Regions from separate parts of the Mus musculus genome. Here region 2 is linked to region 1. A link is a contact called in public Hi-C data. All regions are on one chromosome and are shown on one strand. Each heading gives the region's core, a stretch centred on a gene start, on an enhancer-like site or on the middle of the called end of the contact. The rest is flanking DNA. Distances are from core to core; before and after follow the strand shown.

What was found. A called contact is a pair of places that touch in the nucleus more often than the background predicts.
Region 2: a contact with region 1 is called in a Hi-C map of cortical neurons. The contact joins two enhancer-like sites.

Annotation. Positions count from the first base shown.
Region 1 is chr2:7,388,013-7,391,142 of GRCm38.p6, forward strand. It overlaps a transcript of Celf2 not described here. Among named protein-coding and RNA genes, the nearest start is that of 5031426D15Rik, 460 kb to the left of the region's middle. Within about 2 kb of position 1,564, at least 4 of the 459 cell types and tissues checked have an H3K27ac peak or open chromatin away from gene starts, as enhancers often do. A contact at or near this core is called in cortical neurons, where this site is marked.
Region 2 is chr2:7,709,134-7,712,263 of GRCm38.p6, forward strand. No RefSeq gene overlaps it. Among named protein-coding and RNA genes, the nearest start is that of Gm30904, 630 kb to the right of the region's middle. Within about 2 kb of position 1,503, at least 1 of the 459 cell types and tissues checked has an H3K27ac peak or open chromatin away from gene starts, as enhancers often do. A contact at or near this core is called in cortical neurons, where this site is marked.

The DNA of each region.
Region 1 (3,130 bases), core at 314-2,813:
AAACTTCTTTTAGTGACATTTGTATTTTTCAATAAGCCCCCATTTGAATTCCAAATTAAAGAGTAAAAATGACCAATTGATGACCTAAGTATCTATCTTTTATAAGATGTCCGTATACTTATGACCATCAATGATGGCCCCAATCAATTATTGATGGAGTCTTTGGAGTCTTTAGATGACTAAGCTAGAATCTCATCAGTTTGTTCCATAGAAGAACAAAGTTCATTGTACTACTTACTTTACTCACTGCTATTAACAAATACCTGACAATGGATGTTTTTAGACTACCAATTTGATGGGACACAATTTCAAATCCTGCTCAGGTAATCATGATGATGGAGATAAAGGTCACATTCCAGCTGTAGTTAGAAACTAGAGAGTGATGAACTAAGGTGCTCAGCAACCCTTTACTTCTCACTGAATCTGCAATTCCAGCCTATGAAGCAGTGCTGCCTATAGTCAGGATGGATCTTTCTCCTCAATCCTTTCTGGAAATGTGCTCAGAGTCGTGCCCAAAGGAACATCTCCAATGTGGTTCAAAATCCAATGGGCAATCACAGTTAACTAGCATAGTCAAGAATAAACTTCAACGCTCTCAATTATTTTTGTTAGTATATATTAATTGTTCAAAGTGATGGGTATCAACAAAACATTTCAACACTTTTAGATCTTAAAATACATCTGTGTGATGCGAATGCGTCATCCATTTAAAAATGAAGTATAATAACCAGAGGGTAGGTTTGAGATTGATATGCTTGGAAAAATATATAAAAATTTGACTTAAAGTAGCATACTTTAAAACCATTTACTTGATACATTGATATCAGTTGTATATGGATATATGTACAAAAGTAATTTACAGTTAGGGCAGTGGAGTCCCAAACTATACAAACCTTCTGCATTTATAAAGACTGGATAATATACAAAGTGCTCCTAATAGTTTGAAGTGAATGGGATATCTCTAAATGTAGACAAAATAGTTTAAAGATCTTTAAGAAGAATAATTACATAGGGGAAGTTTTTCTTAGTTCATAGACTAAGGCTATTTCTGAATACCTATGATGTGGCATTGGAAAATCCCGTTCCCATTAATAAACACTGGCAGAAATCAGAGTATGAGGCTACAGATGGTAAGATGAAACTTTAAAGATCAAGATAACTGCAGAGGAATGTAACCCAAGCCCACAATATTTGGAGGATGGAGGTGAAGTAGAGATTTTAGAGTCCAGCCACAAAGCAGGAAGAAATCAGAGGTGAATGTATTCCGGAAGGATTCAGGAAACAAGATATCTAATTTTTATGCTCTTTAAGCTGAAAACACTTTCTAATTATGCAATGTATGGGCAGCAGGAAACTAGCCATGTGGGTTGGAAGTGTCCTAAGCAGGATCCAAGGGATATAACCAGAGCATCTGAATTTAGCAAAGCAGTACAAGAAACCAAGAAAACTCAAAGCTGAAGAAACGTGAACTCTCACACATGAGCATGTTTTACACGTTCATGTGGAAGATCTCCAGGCTGACTCATAATAGAGGCCATGTTTAGAACTTGGTAATTGAGCAGAAACCTCGGTGACTATGTATCACATGGAAGATAAGAGGGGCAGTCATGTCCAGGCAGAAGGAAGAGTGGGATAATGGAAGGCTCGTGAAATAAGTTGTCACAGAATTATATAATCTGTAATATCAAGTTTATAACAAAACAAACCAGACATGCATATAAACATAAAAGAGTGACAAACAGAGAAGAGCAGAGACAGGACAGAGGAACTGACTTCCCAGGGGCTAGAGTTAGCCGACAAAAGGTTTTTCACAGCTATAATACACAAGTTCAGATAATTAAAGGATGAATAGTATCGTTATTGAAAACTTAAGGAATATAAAACAAACAAACAAAGAAAAAACAATCTAATTGAAACCAGTAATAAATCAAAACTTCATCAGGGCTAGAGAACAAATAGGAAATGATAAAGACTCATAACATTAAAGATCTATCAACATAGATTACTCAGTTTGGAAGACAGAGGAAAGAGGGTGGATAAATGGGAACGTTAGGAACCTATGGGAGACTATGTCAAGTTTGCTTATGAAGAACAGGAAATATAAAAATGACGATAGCATTTTACAATGTGGCACAATTTCTCCCCAGACATTAAATCTAGGTCTAGATAAGCCAGTGAGCTTCATGTGGGGTTGAAACAAAGAAAGTCATTCCTAAACATACTGCAGTTTTAACTGCTGAAATGAAAGCTTAAACACAATCTCAACTCAGGGAAGCCACACACAGGAAATTGCTGGGAGGGGCTTGAACTGATTTTGGATTCCTAAGAAACTGTGAAATTCAGTTGACATTGGAATGTGAAAGCGGCAGCAGAAGAGGTCGCTAATGACGACATCTTCACTCACTGAAGCTATATTTTCAAACCCAAGAGGAAACTGAAATATTTCAGGTAAACCAAGAGTAACTTTCTTACTAGTAGAGCTGTATTCCAAGTATGGAAAGAAAAATGAGTTTGGGTTACATAAAATCTGTATTTCATTTCAATTCTTTAAAAGAATACAAGAATTGAAAGTAAATAATTAATAATATATTGGTGAGCTTGTAATATATATGAATGTTACATATACACATACATGTATATATATGGACATATTAAATAGTTTAAAATCTGACCAATAGAAAATGTGATCAAAAGAAATATACTGACACATGGATTACATTAAGTTTAAATATATGTGCTAATCCTAAAGCAGTCAAAATAACGCAAGGATATAAGTAGAAAACAAAAGAAAATTGAAATGTAATTTTTAAAGGTTGGTTAATGAACAAGAATAAAATCTGAGGAAAATGGTATTGCACTAGAGAAAATAGGAAGCATGCATGATGAATGAAGGATAGCATGATAGCAAATTAGTAAAAACAGAAAATAAGATAAAAGTACAGTTTGTATTTAAACAATACTTATGCCTCTGTTATACTAAGAGATAAATCTAATAAAGTTGGAGAAATACTTATACTCAAAATTATAGTCCATCTCTGGAATGAAAACAAAAATCAAAAACCAATAAATTCATGGGCAGCAGCAAAGTAACTGTGATGCAGACATACGTCAGTACAGCCATCCACTCTAC
Region 2 (3,130 bases), core at 253-2,752, 320 kb after region 1:
ATGGCCAACTATGCCATCTTTTGATACATATGCAGCTAGAGTCTTAAGCTCCAGGGTACTGGTTAGTTCATAATGTTGTTCTACCTATAGGGTTGTAGATCCCTTTAGCTACTTGGGTACTTTCTCTAGCTCCTCCATTGGGGGCCATGTGATCTATCCAATAGCTGACTGTGAGCATCCACTTCTGTGTTTGCTAGGCCCTGGCATAGACTCACAAGAGACAGCTATATCTGGGTCCTTTCAGCAAAATCTTGCTAGTGTGTGCAATGGTGTCAGCATTTGGAGGCTGATTATGGGATGGATCCCTGCATATAGTTTTCTTTTTATTCTTTTTTTTTTTTCAATTTGGCATACTTACTTTTACTTTATGTGCATTGATGTTTTGCCTGTATGTTTGTCTGTGTGAGGGTGCTGTACTTCCTGGAACTGGAGCTACAGACATGGAGAACTGCCCTGTGAGTGCCAGGAACTGAACCATGGAGCTCTGGAAGAGACGCTAGTGCTCTGAACCTCTAAATCATCTCTCCAGCTTCTTTGACTTTATTCCTTTGCTTCCAAAATAAATTACTATAGATCCATATACTTCTATCACCCACTTCCTGTAGTTTTGCACTTGGAAATATTCAATTTGAATCTACTTGCTTTCCACATATATTTAAGTTCCCTAGGCTTATATTTAGTAAATTTCTTCATTTATTTATTTCTGTGAACTGTTGAATTTATTTTCTAGTATATCATTCAATGGTTTTATAATTTTTTTCTCTAATATCTTTCCTGTACCTTTTTACATGTCCTTTGGTTAGTCACATATAATCTTCTAAATTTCACTCCAAAAATAGTATGCCTTAAGTAGTCATAAAACTTAAAAATAAGTTCATTTCCCCATGTGTTTTCTTGCTTAATATTAGACATTTAAAATGTAAAAATACCCACAGTTCTTCAAAAAATATTTTTGTGTATTAATAGGTCAACTAAAATCTTATTAATATGTGAGGATATGTACACAACAAACATTTCTCACATATCTCTCATTTCTCTGTGCTGTCATGTTTCTTTAAAAATCTTTGGGTAAGGATGTAGTTTAGCATTCATACTTTCCTAGGAGTACAAGGAGTTTGATCAACAACAAAAACATAATAAAAATTTAAAATGCCCCCTTTAATTCTACTTCTTAGGTAATCTTAAATGTTGATTTGAAAGATGGTTACAACACAAATCTGAAAAGGTGGGATTTATTACATAGAATATAATAAATTTTGTTCTTTTCAACTGATTCTTGTTGGAGAAATAGTAAAAAGCCCAGTAGAATTAATTTTACTGGAATATAGAAAACATAGACATCAGTAGATTTGTCTTAATGGGAAGCTAAAAGAAAAAAAACATGAAAATAAATATAATCTTAAAGGCATAAAGAAATGAGCAAATGGATATAAGAATGGCAAAATAGCAACTTGTATTTGACGTGGTGCTAACAGTTGGGCTGCTTTGAAATGGTAACATGATTATGACAGCCAGTGAAATCATGGAGCATGTGTGTCCAGCAGACAGTGACTGCAGCTCATTTAATTGGTGCTATATGTAAAATGTAGCACAAAACATTAAGTCTGAAAAGGTGAGATGCAAGCAGAGCAGAAGGTGCCAGAAATGAGGGGAAAAAAACTTCTCCTGTTCATTGGCAAATAATAGCTGTGGAGTATAAATTATTTGAGAAAGTGAAACCTCTTGTTTTTATCTTTCCTTCTCTTGACATTTCAAAAATGGAAGGATGACTTCAAGCAGACAGGAGGAACTGAATATCAGTATTTGAGCTCCAAGGGGAAAAGAGACTCTGATGCCCTCCATCCTTGGTAGGAACTGAATCAGAGATTCTTATACAAATGTGAAAGGTTCCACTGAAGGTGGTCTCCAGCCAGCAAAGGAATAGTTCCGAGGGATAGAGGCCCAAGGTTTTGCTCTCTTATGTACTTCTTGAAGTTAGCATACAGAGTGACTAGAAAATAATTTGAAATTGCAAGTATGCACATATTCATATATAATATCATAGATTAATAATATGTGTTTGTGACATACAGTTTGTATTGCTCAATCCATGTACCACTGTAACTCTGTCACCACCTGGTGACAGATTGCTGAAATTTTAGCTTTGTTTATGATGCATTAGTTTACAACATCATAGCTTCATCTGACAAGGAAGATGAGGTTTGTAGACAAGAGATTGTTGTTTCCAGTGGTGCACAAGGGGAGATGAGGCACAATTTTATACAGAATTCTGTCTGCACCATTAGATTTATCTATAGCTAAATTCTGCTGCAGGTTAAGAATCTTTAATCCAAAAAAAAAAAATAAGTGGAATTTGAAACACTCTGAAACCTGAAACATTTTTCAGTGACATAATGTGCCAAAATATTCAGACTTTGGAGCATTTCAGATTTGCAGCTTATGGTGGGTAGCAAGCAGGACCAGAGAATTCAAGCTCCCATGTTTATTCTCATTGATTTCAGATATTACACAGGTTGTCATCTACATTTATCTACAGTTTAGTTCTACCACTATGAAAATTCATCTATTACTCCTACCATCAGTATTACACACACACACACACACACACACACACTCCTCTCATTCCAATATGTTGAAAATCAAGAGTAACATAGAGACTTACTAAATTATCTTTTTGTTGTGATACTAAACATTATCATGCCTCAGCTACTTGTAAGTGTATTTCTTCTCTCTCTCTCTCTCTCTCTCTCTCTCTCTCTCTCTCTCTCTCTCTCTCTCTCTCTCTCTCTCTCTCTCTCTCCCTCTCTCTCTCTCTCTCTCTCTGTGTGTGTGTGTATGTATGTGTGTGTGTGTTCCTGTGCTTGTACATTTGCTTGTTTGATTGCATGCATGTGTGCAACACAGCCTATGTATGGAGGTTAGAGAATGTGGGTCCTTGTTGTAGGACCCTGCTGCTGATTCAGTTGCATGCTGTTGCAGTTCACCATGTCCAGATAACTTTCTGAGCTGGGTACAGAATGGAGGACTCCCTTCCTTCAGAGCTTCCAGATCTCTACCTAACCTTATTTGGGAGATATCCCTGAGCTCAAATACTTGGCTTTTCTGGCATGTGACCTTTGACCTTTGCAAG